Regions from separate parts of the Sus scrofa genome. Here region 1 is linked to region 2. Evidence: chromatin contacts called from public HiChIP or PLAC-seq data. All regions are on one chromosome and are shown on one strand. The core of a region is the stretch at or near the end of the contact, and the rest is flanking DNA. Distances in the headings are between cores, read along the strand shown.

Region 1 (5,773 bases), core at 760-3,259, 38 kb before region 2:
TCCTTGATTTCTCTCTTTCTTTTTTTTTGCTTTTTAGGGCTGCACCTGCAGCATATGCAAGTTCCCAGGCTAAGGGTCTAATTGGAGCTACAGCTGCTGGCCTACACCACAGCCATAGCAATATAAGTTCCAAGCCGCATTTGCAGCCTACACTGCAGCTCGAGGCAATGCCGGATCCTCAATCCACTGAGACCAGGGATCAAACCTGCATTCTCATGGATACTAGATGGGTTGGTAAGCCATGGAGACACGACAGAAACTCCTCTTTTCCCTTGCTTGTCTTAGTGGGTTAAGGATGTGGTGTTGCCATAAGCTGTGGCATAGCTCACAGATGTGGCTCAGATCCAGTGTTGCAGTTTTGCTGTGGCTGTGGTGTAGGCCTGCAGCTACAGGTCCAATTTGACCCCTAGCCATGGACCTTCCATATGCCACAGGTGCAGCTATTAAAAAAAAAAAAAAAAAGATCTTCTATTTCCTAAACAGGTGTAGATCTGAGTTTTAGTATGATCAACACATTTGTAGAATAAATCTGCAAAATTGTGAGAGATATATGAATGACTTCTGTTCCTCCATCCAGCTCTAGAATTGTAGGATCTTTTTTTTTTTTTTTTGTCTTTTTAGGACCGCACCCATGGCATATGGAGGTTCCCAGGCTAGAGGTCTAATTGGAACTACAGTTGCTGGCCACAGCCATGCCAGATCTGAGCCGAGTCTGCGACCCACACCACAGCTTACGGCAATGCTGGATCCTTACTTAATCCACTGAGTGAGGCCAGGGATTGAACCTGCAACCTCATGGTTCCTAGTCGTGTTGTTTCTGCTGTGCCACCACGGGCACTCCTATAATTGTATGATTCTAAGTAGGAAAGAATTAAATGATTTTACAGATTAACACATGGTTAAATCAACAAACTTTTGAAGAGATCCTTTGCAGAACTTAGATTAAAAAAGACACAACTTTTCTTCTTTTCCCTCCTTCCTTCCTTTTGATTGTTCATTGCAGATTTCAATTTATTTGTTTTCTTGCAGTTTTAATGAGATATAATTGACATACAGCAGGGTATAAGTCCTAGGTATACAGCATATTGATTTGACTGACAAACATCATGAAGTGATTACTACAGTAAATTTGCAGAACATCCATCATCTCATATAGATACACAACTAAAGAAATAGAAAAAAAATTTTTTTCCTTGTGATGAAAACTCTTAGGATTTACTCTCAATGACTTTCATATATAACATAGAACAGTGTTAACTATATCATGTTGTACATTACACTCCTAGTACTTATTTATCCCATAACTGGAAGTTTGTAAGTTTGTACCTTTGACTGCCTTCATCCAGTTCTCCCTTCCCACATCCCTCTTCTTCTGGTAACCACAACTCTGATCTCTCTTTCTCTTTTTTTGGGGGGTGAGTGGGGTGAGGAGTGCTACACCAACAACATATGAAAACTCGCAGGCTAGGGGTCAAATTGTAGTTGCTGGCCTACACCATGGCCGCATCAACTTGTGATTAGAGCTGTGTCTGCAACCTACACCATAGCTCAAGGCAACACTGGGTCCTTAACCCACTGAGTGAGGCCAGGGATTGAACCCACATCCTCGTGGATACTAGATGGATTTGTTACCACTGAGCCACAATGGCAACTCCCTGATCTCTCTTTTTTTTAAAATCATGCTAAAATTTATTGTATTTTTGTTTTTCAATGGCCATACCCATGGCATGTGGAAATTCCTGGGCCAGGGATTGAACTTGAGCCACAGCTGCAGCAATACCCGATCCTTTTAACCCACTGCACAGGGCCTGGATGGAACCCATGTCTCCCCGGCAACCCAAGCTGCTGCATTTGGATTCTTAACCCACTGCACTACAGCAGGAGCTCCTCTGATCTCTTTTTCTGTGTTTTTTTATTTGTTTTTGAAGTATAATTGACTTACAACACTATGTTAGTTCCTGTTACACAACATAGCAATTTGATATTTCTGTATGTTTCAAAATGATCACCATGGTAAGTCTGGTTATCATCTCATCATACAAAGATATTACATAATTGTTGAATCCCTGTACTATATATTTCATACCCATGACTCATTTATTTTGCAACTCATTTATTTTGAACCTCTTCATCTCCCTCACCTATTTCTTTCTTCCCCTCAGTCCTTTCCCCAATGGCAGCCACATGTTTATTCTCTGTATCTATGATTTTTTTTTAAATTTTAATTTAATTTTTTTTTGTCTCTTTAGGGCCACATCCATAGCATATGGAGGTTCCCAGGCTAGGGGTCAAATCAGAGCTGTAGCCGCTGGCCTACACCACAGCCACAGCAACAAGGGATCCGAGCTGCGTCTGCGACCTGCACCACAGCTCACAGCAACACTGGATCCTTAACCCACTGAGTAGGCCAGGGATCGAACCTGCATCCTCGTGGATAACTAGTCAGATTCGTTTCCCCTGAGCCACGATGGGAACTCCCTGTGATTCTGTTTTTAACATAACACCCTATAGGTCCATCTATGTTGTTGCAAATGACAAAATTTTATTCTTTTTTATGTTTGAGCAGTATTCCATTGTGTGATTTTATGTATATATAATATATGACATATTCTTTATTCATCTATTAAAGTGCACTTAGGTTACTTCCATAACTTGACTAGTGTAAATCATGCTGCAGTGAAATGATAAATCTGATAGAGTTATACAGAGAACTCATACAACTCAGCATGTTCTTGTCACCGCTGACAGCATGATCTTTCTGAAATCCAAGTCCCAGATCTTGGCTTCGGAATATTGAATACCTTGCAGTTGATCCCTGTTTTGCTCAGACTTAAAGCCCTTATAATGGTCAGGGAGGCTCTTTGGGCTCTGGCCTTTCCTTACCTCTCTCTCTGATCTTGTTTCCAAAATACTCTCTTCTATCCAGTCCCACTGGTCTCCTTGCTTGACTCGGTATTGCTCAGATTATTTGCAGTGTTTGCTCTCTGTTCAGATGCTCCTCTACAGGGGGGCTTCACAGAAAATACAGTATTTGAACAAATTTTTTTTTTTTTTTTTTTTTTTTGTCTTTTTGCCTTTTTCTGGGGCTGCTCCTATGGCACATGGAGATTCCCAGGCTAGGGGTCTAATCGGAGCTGTAACCACCGGCCTACACCAGAGCCATAGCAATGCAGGATCCGAGCCACATCTGCAACCTACACCACAGCTCATGGCCACACCGGATCCTTAACCCACTGAGCAATGCCAGGGATCGAACCCACAACCTCATAGTTCCTAGTCGGATTCGTTAACCACTGCGCCACGACGGGAACTCCTGAGCAAATGTTTTCGAAGGAAATGTAAAATTTGGATGAACAGAGAAGGGGAAGAGAGAGTATTTCAGATGGAAGTAATGGTAATAGCAAAGGCTCAGAAGCAGGGCAATTCAGACTATAATCAAGAAGAAGTGAGATTTTATCCTGAAGAAGTCGAGAGCCTCAGATACCTTTTGAGTAGCAGAATGACATACGTAAGTTGTGTTTTTGGATGACTAATCTGCTTTTTGAAATACAGTTGAAATGCAGGCAGAGATTGACAAAGAATCAAGGAGAGTGTCTGCAGAAGTCAGGTAGAAAGAAGATTTTTCAGGAGTTCTCGTCGTGACACAGTGGTTAACGAATCCGACTAGGAACCATGAGGTCGCGGGTTTGATTCCTGGCCTTGCTCAGTGGGTTAAGGATCCAGTGTCGCCATGAGCTGTGGTGTAGGTTGCAGATACGGTTCGGATCCCGCGTTGCTGTGGCTCTGGCGTAGGCTGGCGGCTACAGCTCCGATTGGATCCCTAGCCTGGGAACCTCCATATGCCACAGGAGTGGCCCAAGAAAAGGCAAAAAAAAAAAAAAAAAAAAAAGATTTTTCAGTTTTGCTTGGGTATTGGGGTGGGGGGCAGATGGAGGAATCCAGGAGATCTTGTCAGAATTAATGATTATAAAGGTGAGAGTTTTTTCCGAACTTTTAATCTGTTCCATTAATATGTAAGTCTGACTTTATCCAGACCACACTATTTGATTACTGAATGCAGGTTACCCAGCTTTGGGAGAAATATCACTAAATCAATGTTATCTATATTTTCATTATCCTATCAGTTGGCACTCAGTTTTGATTTGTCCTTTATTGGTTATAATTACTTTGATTACTTTAAGGTAGTTCGTCTCAGGCTTTTCCACTGTAAAGATACTCTTTTTTCTTTGTTGTAAGCATCTTCAGGGGGATACTTTAAAACTACATAAATATAATGTTCCTCCTCAAACTTTTAACTTATTTATATCAGTTGGACTTAGGATATACTGTTTTATTTAAACAATTTTAATCTGTTACTATCATTATTTAATCTTAAGCTCAAGTTGTCTCGGACGGGCTGTCCCTCTTAAGCTGGCTCCTGTATCCATTTAACACCCATCCTCCTTTTTTTTTTTTTTTTTTTTTTTTTTTTGTCTTTTTAGCTATTTCTTGGGCCGCTCCCTCGGCATATGGAGGTTCCCAGGCTAGGGGTTGAATCGGAGCTGCAGCCACCGGCCTACGCCAGAGCCACAGCAACGCGGGATCCGAGCCGCGTCTGCAACCTACACCACAGCTCACGGCAACGCCGGATCGTTAACCCACTGAGCAAGGGCAGGGACCGAACCCGAAACCTCATGGTTCCTAGCTGGATTCGTTAACCACTGTGCCACGACAGGAACTCCCCATCCTCCTTTTAGTATTTTCTTATTTTTTGGTACAGCAAGATGTTCCAGGCTCATCCTCTCATTGCCCTGATCCAGTCCTGGAATCAACCATGTCTCCAAGGAACCCTAGTGGAGATTAAAATTTAGAAACCAGGAGTTCCCATTGTGGCTCAGTGGTAATGAACCTAACTAGTATCCATGAGGATGTGCATTCAATCCCTGGCCTCACTCAGTGGGTTAAGGATCTGGCATTGCCGTGAGCGGTGGTGTAGGTCACAGACATGGCTGGGATCTGGTGTTGCTGTGGCTGTGGCACAGGCCAGGAGCTGCAGCTCCGATTCAACCCCTAGCCACAGGTGCAACCCAAAAAAGCCAAAAAAAAATTTAGAAACCAAGTTTTAGATACTTAATGTAACTCATTGCTATTTGGGGAGAAAGAGGAGGATAGCTACTTCTAGGCCCTCTTACTAGACAGAGCTAGAAATATATGTATGTAAATAGGTATTTATTATAGATAGGGGTACATAGATATACGTATGCTATACAGAGACACATGTTAACATCTATATTTATTTCCAATCTGCCTATAGTTATATATTGAAAACCATGAATCACACAGATAACCTCCATTTCCAGTCAGGAACTACAAGGTACATTTTAGCTTTTTTCCTTTCCATGTTTATAATTCTTTGCTTGATAGTGAGGACCCTGGTTCTTACTATCCTTGATAAATATACTTATTTAATCCATCCCCCTTAATGTAACTAACATCTCATCATTGCTGTCCCCTCTCCCCCTGCTCCCCGCCCCCAGGCCCTTTGAGGTGCTTCCTGGGTACCACTACTCCGTGTTGGCTGTCCCAGGAGTCATTGCCCTTTTTATTGTGTTAGAGCTTTGACACCTTGCTTGAGGCTGTTTCCTCAAAGGTATGCATGATGCCTCCTTAACCCTGATTAGGCCTAACTACGTTGCTGGGCTACCAAGAGCAGTTCTGCTCTCCTCACCCACTCAGAAACAGGGGTATATCTAGCCTTTATGTTAACTACCCTAACATTTGTAAATGGAGTTTG
Region 2 (6,614 bases), core at 102-2,601:
CAAGAAAAGGAGTTGTTTTTTTTTTTTAACAGGAATATTCAAGCAAATCAACATGAGAAAAAAATAACAGAGTTTAGAGAGGTGATGCACTAAGCTTGGATGCAACAGCAAAACCAGACAGGAAACCAGACATTGTATGCCCCTGATGCTGATGCTGCAAAAATAAGTGGTTTTTTTTTGGTAATTGATAATCTGATTATAAAATTAATAAGAAAGAGTAAAGGGCCAAGAATAGCTAAGATGATTTTGAAGAACAAAAAAGAAGGGACTACTTCTACCAGACACTACAACTTTAGTTGTTACAAGGAGTGGAATTTGTGCAAAGATACTTGAAGCTGAGAGTAGAACAGATTATAGGCCCTAGAAACATACCCACAAATGTAGGAAAACTTGACATAAGACAGAGGTACATTACATCTGAGTAAGGAAAGGATAGACCTTTTAATAACTGATGCAGGGGCAATTAGTTCATATAGAAATAAGTAAAATTAGATATCATCTCACACCATGCACAGAAATAAATTCCAGGTTGATTGGACCTAATTATGGAAATAAAGCTATGCAACTATGAAAATACATGAGAGGTTTTAAAGTCTTGAGATAGGAAATGGTTCTCAAGCACACATAGCATAAACCGTATCTTCTGGAGATAAAGATAAATTGACTTCATCAAAACTTAAAATTTCCGTTCAGTAGAAACACAAACACAAAAGACAAACCTATCCCCAGTGAAGATATTTGCAAAACATTTAGCTGATAAAAACTTCTATAAAGAAATAAGTAAAAGATTAAACAGCTCACTAGAGAAATAAGTGAAGGAGGGTTCCCTTTTCTCCACACCCTCTCCAGCATTTGAATCATTTACTTTGAAAGTCATTTTTGTAGATATTCTATGCTACATCTGTTTCTAAACACACATCTTCATTGACTCCCTGTATGATCCTCCTAGCCTCAGCCTTCAGCCAGGATCCCACTTCTCACTACCATAGGCTTCGGTGACCTTAAGCTTGGCCTCTGAAGTTCAGCAGGGCTGACTTTGAATCTTCGCTCTACCACTGACCAACTGAGAGACTCTGGGCCAGCTTCTTAACTTCCGTAAGCCTCAGTGTCCTCCCATATCGGGTTGGTGTGAGGGCTAAAGGAGGTTGTGCTTGTGAATAGTTAGCCAAGAGTCTGGTCATAATGGTGCTCAGCAAATGATAGTAGTCTTTGTAATAATGATATAATAGAGAATTGGTAGCTGTGGAGGAGGGGCAAAACTTTGATAAGGTCCTTGCCATGAAAGATGAGGAGGACAGGGCTGCTGGAAGAGCCCGTGGGTTTGATGAACTGACTGTAGGCAGTGTTACTAGAGAAATATTCTCTTGTTCCCTTTTTAAATGGAACCCCTGCATGATGTTCACATTCTCTTTCCCCCTCATTTATCCCTCACTTATTATGCCTTTGGTTTTAGTTCCATAATTCCTGATACATTGCCTTTTTTCCTGTTGCCTTTTTTCCTTTTTTGCCTCTTTGTGGAATAAAAGCAGAAGTTGTTGAATTTTTAAAAGTAGTTTGGAACAGGAAAGAGAAAACTTTGTTCTCGTTATTCTTTAGTGATCTGTTTTTCTAAACATAACCCCACAGACCCTGTGGGAGCGAATGGGTTTAGTCATTGGAGAAGGAAATAAAAGAAGGAAGTCAGGGTGTGGGTGAGGGAAAACAAAAAAAAAACAAAAAAAACAGGCACTCCTTGATGTATCAGTGGAATGAAAGGCAGAGTGGGAGGGCATATGGAAATAGAGGGTGGCGCTGTATCTAGATATGGTGACATTTTTCTTTATTGTTATGCAACATTTCTGCTTTCTAGCATTTAATCACAGGATTGTAGAAATCTGAATAGGTGTTATAAGTATGTTCAGGTTATCTTTCTTTCTCAGTTGACAAGTAATTTTTTTTTTTGTCTTTTTTTTTTGTCTTTTCTAGGGCCGCACCCACGGCATATGGAAGTTCCCATGCTAGAGGTCTAATCGGAGCTGTAGCCACCGATGTACACCAGAGCCACAGCAACACAGGATCTGAGCCTCGTCTGCGACCTACACCACAGCTCACAGCAACGCCGGATCCTTAACCCACTGAGCAAGGCCAGGGATCGAACCCCCAACCTCATGGTTCCTAGTCGGATTCATTAACCACTGAACCACGACAGGAACTCCTCAGTTGACAATTTTTTAAAGGTCCTATGCTTGTAAAGTGCATTAGAAAATGCAAAGAAAAAGTTCCCATCGTGACCCTGTGGTTAACGAACCCAGCTAGCATCCATGAGGAAGAAGGTTCGATCCCTGGCCTCACTCAGTGGGTTAAGGATCCAGTGTTGCCCTGAGCTGTGGTGTAGGTCACAGACTCGACTCGGATCCCATGTTGCTGTGGCTGTGACATATGCTGGCAACTGCAGCTCCAATTCTACCCCTAGCCTGGGAACCTCTATATGCTTCTGGTGCGGCCCTAAAAAGACAAAAAAAAAAAAAAAAAGCAAAGTGTTTTTGTATTCAGGGTGCTTCTGGTTTAGTTGGAGAGGCCAGGCAAACCCAGGATTTCACTGGAGTATAATCTCATATTTAATTTTCCAGGACCGTTATCTCTGTCTCTCTCTCTCTCTTTTTTTTTTTTTTTTTGTCTTTTCTAGGACTGCACCAGTGGCATCTGGAGGTTCCCAGGCTAGGGATCAATTGGATCTAAAGCCACAGCCACAGCAACTCAGGATCTGAGCTGCATCTGCCACCGACACCACAGCTTATGGCAACGCCGGAGACCAGGGGTCGAACCCGCAACCTCATGGTTCCTAGTCGGATTCATTAACCACTGAGCCATGACGGGAACTCCCCCCTTTATCTCTTCTTTTTCTTTGCCTCCTTACTAATTTTTACTGAGTTCTGTACTAAGCACTTTGCATGGATTACTTAATTCTCATCATATCCTCAGTAGGTACATGTTCTTATTATTTCTGTCTTATAGGTGAGTGAACTAAGACTTTAGGGGAGGTAATTAAATTGCTTAGGGTCACTCAGCTTTTGAATGCTGGAGCCATGAGCAGATGCTTTTAACCACTGTTCTATTCTGCCTGCTTCATTAATTTTTTTAAATGATTTTTATATTTTCCATTGTAGTCGGTTTACAGTGTTCTGTCAATTTCCACTGAACAGCAAAGTGATCCAGTCACACATATATATACACATTCTTTTTCTCACCTTATCCTCCATCATGTTCTATCAGAAGTAACTAGATATAGTCCCCTGTGCTCTACAGCAGGATCTTAATGCTTACCTACTCCAAATGCAATAGTTTGCATCTATTAACCCCAGACTCCCAGTCCCTTCCACTCCCTCCTCCAACCCCTTTGCAGCCACAAGTCTGTTCTCCAAGTCCATGAGTTTCTTTTCTGTGGAAAGGTTCATTTGTACCATATATTAGATTCCAGTATGAGAGTCTCTAGTTCCATCCATGTTGCTGCAAATGGCATTGTTTTGTTCTTTTTTTCGACAGAGTTGTATTCCATTGTGTCTATATACCACATCTTAATTCATTCATCTGTTGATGGACATTTAGGTTGCTTCCATGTCTTGGCTATTGTTAATTGTGCTACAATGAACATAAGGGTGCATGTATCTTTTTGAATGAAAATTTTGTCCTGATATATGCCCAGTAGTGGGATTGCTGGGTCATAAGGTGGTTCTATATTTAGTTTTCTGAGGTACCTCCATACTGTTTGTCATGTGGTTGTACCAATTTACATTCCCATCAACAGTGAAGAAGGGTTCCCTCTTCTCCACAGGCTCTCCATCGTTTGTTATTTGTTGACTTGTTAATGATGGCCATTCTGACTGTGTGTGATGATATGACCCTGTGTTCTTTGTGATAATGTTAGGGAAAAACCAAAACCATGACAAGAAGCACAGACCAAAGAGTGGGCCCAGTAGCTTTTGGAGAACATGAGTTAGAATAGTTTGGCTGTAACAAAGGACACTTTTGCATAGAAAAGTAGGGAAGAGTAGGAAAACAGATTAGAACCCCAAAAATATTGTGAAATATGAGCCAGAAGGTAGTTGCATAACTCCTGACCCTGGGATGATGATAGTGACACAAAAAATTAGACTGCAGTGAAAAATGAGTCATTTACTTTCTTCTCCCTTTCTTCCCTCCCTCCCTTTCTCTTTTTAAGTGAAGAATTTAAAACATATAGAAGTAGACAGAACACTATAATAAACCCTGTGTGTACATTACTTTCCCCTGGCCAGTCCTGTCTGATCCATTTTTCCAGTCACCCCCTTGTATTATTTTGAGGAGATCCCAGACATCCTGTTTCACATATATTTCAATGTATGTCTCTAAAGATAATGACTCTTTTTAAAAACATAGTAATGATACCATTGCCATTAATATCATCAAATATCCAGGTAGTAGTCAAATTTCTAGTCATCTCATAAAAGTCATACTTTTTAAAAAGTTTATTTGAATGGATCCATAAGAGTTTCAAATGTCAGTGATTGATTTGTCTTTTAAGATTTGAGTCTGTAGGTTTATTCTTCATCTCCTCCACTCCTTTACTTTGACCCCCTGGAAATTTATTTACTGAAAAATCAGATTGTTGTGTAAAACTTTTTTCTTTTCCTTTTTTTTGAGCCATGCCCACAGCACGTGTAAGTTCCCTGGTCGGGGATTGAACCTGCACCACAGTAGTGACCCTGGCCACAGCAGTGACAACACTGAATCACAAGGGAGCTGCACCACAAGGGAGCTCCTGTGTAGAACTTTTCCTAGCTTAGCTTTTGCTGATTGCATTCTCAACAGTGTAGTTTAACATTCTTATCTTCTGTATTGCCACAAATTGGCAATTGAATATGGGCTTTGATCAGATTCTTTATCTATTTTTGGACAAGGCTTCATAGGTAGTGATGTATTCTGGCATCAGGGGCGTATAAGGTCTGGTTTCCTGTTTTTGATATCGCATCCATCCTTAGTGCATCACCTCTCGGTTATTTTTTCTCATGTTGATTTGCTTGAATACTCCTGTTTAAAAAAAAAAAAAAATCCCCTTTTCTACTGTTTGGCTACCCAGTGCGGCAGTTACTATAGAAAAGGCAAGACAAATGTTTGATTTATTCACTTTATTAACCAGTTTTCACAATACTGAGTTGGTTCCCTAGCATCCTTTTTTTTTTTTTTTTTTTTTCAAGGATCGCACCAGCAGTATATGGAAGTTCTCAGGCTAGCTGGGGGTATAATCGGAACTACCACTGCCTACCACAGCCACAGCAACGCAGGGTCCAAGCCACATCTGCAAGCTACAGCACAGCTCACGGCAATGCCAGATCCTTAACCTACTGAGTGAGGCCAGAGATCCAACCTGCCTCCTAGGGCCGCACCTGAGCCATATGGAGGTTCCCAGGCTAGAGGTCAAATCTGAGCTGTAGCACTGGCCTACACCACGGCCACAGCAACACCAGATCTGAGCTGTGTCTGCAACCTATGCCACAGCTCATGGCGATGCCGGATCCTTAACCCACTTAGCAAGGCCAGGGATCGAACCTTCGTCCTCATGGATACTAGTCAGATTCTTTTCCACTGAGCCAGGACGGGAACTCCCTCTTCCAAGATCTTGAGAAGATTGCTGTAAGAAGAGGAAAAAGCTTTAAAAAAAGGTTATACTAATCCCAAGTTAACTAACTGTAGATATATTAGCAGAATCTTGAGTTTTTAGAGAGCAGTTAAGGTTTTCATGATTGTAACTATCAAATTGACTTTTCTCTGAGATCCTTATCAGACATTCAGTTGGAGACACGTCTAATTTTTAAAACATATCTAAAATTTCAAATTCAGTCCTTTCCATAGATTGTAAGAAACATTTGTCTGGCTTTAGACTTTTCCAGGAAAATCTGTTTACTTAAAAATCAGCATTCATATACGTTAGTACTGAAATTGTAAGCTTTTTTAGAAAATAGAATTTATAGTTCTTATAATGGAAGCATAAAATAAAATTTACTGAGCTTTACCATTTACAAAACCCTCTTAATATCCACTGTTGATTCTTGTAAACTTACAACAACCTAAGTTCCTGTTAAGTAATTATTTTCTGACAGATGCTATGCTGAGACTTAAGAGAGATTATTCATTTAATCCTCATAGCAATCCTGTGAAGTTGGTTCTCTTATCATTCTTATTTACAAATTAGGAAACTGGGGCTTAGAGAGCTGAAGAAACTTGTCTGTGTCTTATAGCTAGGAACCAAGGGGCCGGGGATTGAGCTCTTGCTGTTAACAACAGGGCACGTATCTGGATTACACCCATTTTATAGATAAAATAAATGACCCCTTGGGAATATCTCTAGTCTTTTCCAAGGTTTCTTGGTTAGTACATGATGGAGCCAGGACGAGAAACCCTGAATCTCCTACTGCGAAGCCAGTGCTCTCTTCTGGAAAGCCCAGAGTGAGAGGGCCCCAGTGGGTGGGCAACCCTGACATGCTCAGGCCTCTGTCAGAGCTCACTCCTATGGCGATAGAGCCAGAAAGGGAGGACTAAAAAAATTTGTGTAGGAGCGTTTTATTTTGATATAAATGACCCAGCTGAATTAGTGCTTA

The links. HiChIP or PLAC-seq counts read pairs in DNA pulled down with a chosen protein or histone mark.
Region 1: an H3K27ac HiChIP or PLAC-seq map of alveolar macrophages shows a contact between it and region 2. The contact joins two enhancer-like sites. A contact is called at or near these places in 2 of 5 promoter capture datasets (fetal liver and liver), 16 of 47 Hi-C or Micro-C datasets (alveolar macrophages, blood, embryonic fibroblasts and 7 more) and 2 of 2 datasets of contacts at active chromatin or transcription factors (alveolar macrophages and skeletal muscle).

The regions. Positions count from the first base shown.
Region 1 is chr14:104,091,402-104,097,174 of Sscrofa11.1, reverse strand. All of the region lies in intron 1 of IDE (insulin-degrading enzyme), which reads left to right. Among named protein-coding and RNA genes, the nearest start is that of IDE, 12 kb to the left of the region's middle. Within about 2 kb of position 2,009, at least 2 of the 83 cell types and tissues checked have an H3K27ac peak or open chromatin away from gene starts, as enhancers often do. A contact at or near this core is called in alveolar macrophages, where this site is marked.
Region 2 is chr14:104,051,803-104,058,416 of Sscrofa11.1, reverse strand. All of the region lies in intron 4 of IDE (insulin-degrading enzyme), which reads left to right. Among named protein-coding and RNA genes, the nearest start is that of IDE, 51 kb to the left of the region's middle. Within about 2 kb of position 1,351, at least 2 of the 83 cell types and tissues checked have an H3K27ac peak or open chromatin away from gene starts, as enhancers often do. A contact at or near this core is called in alveolar macrophages, where this site is marked.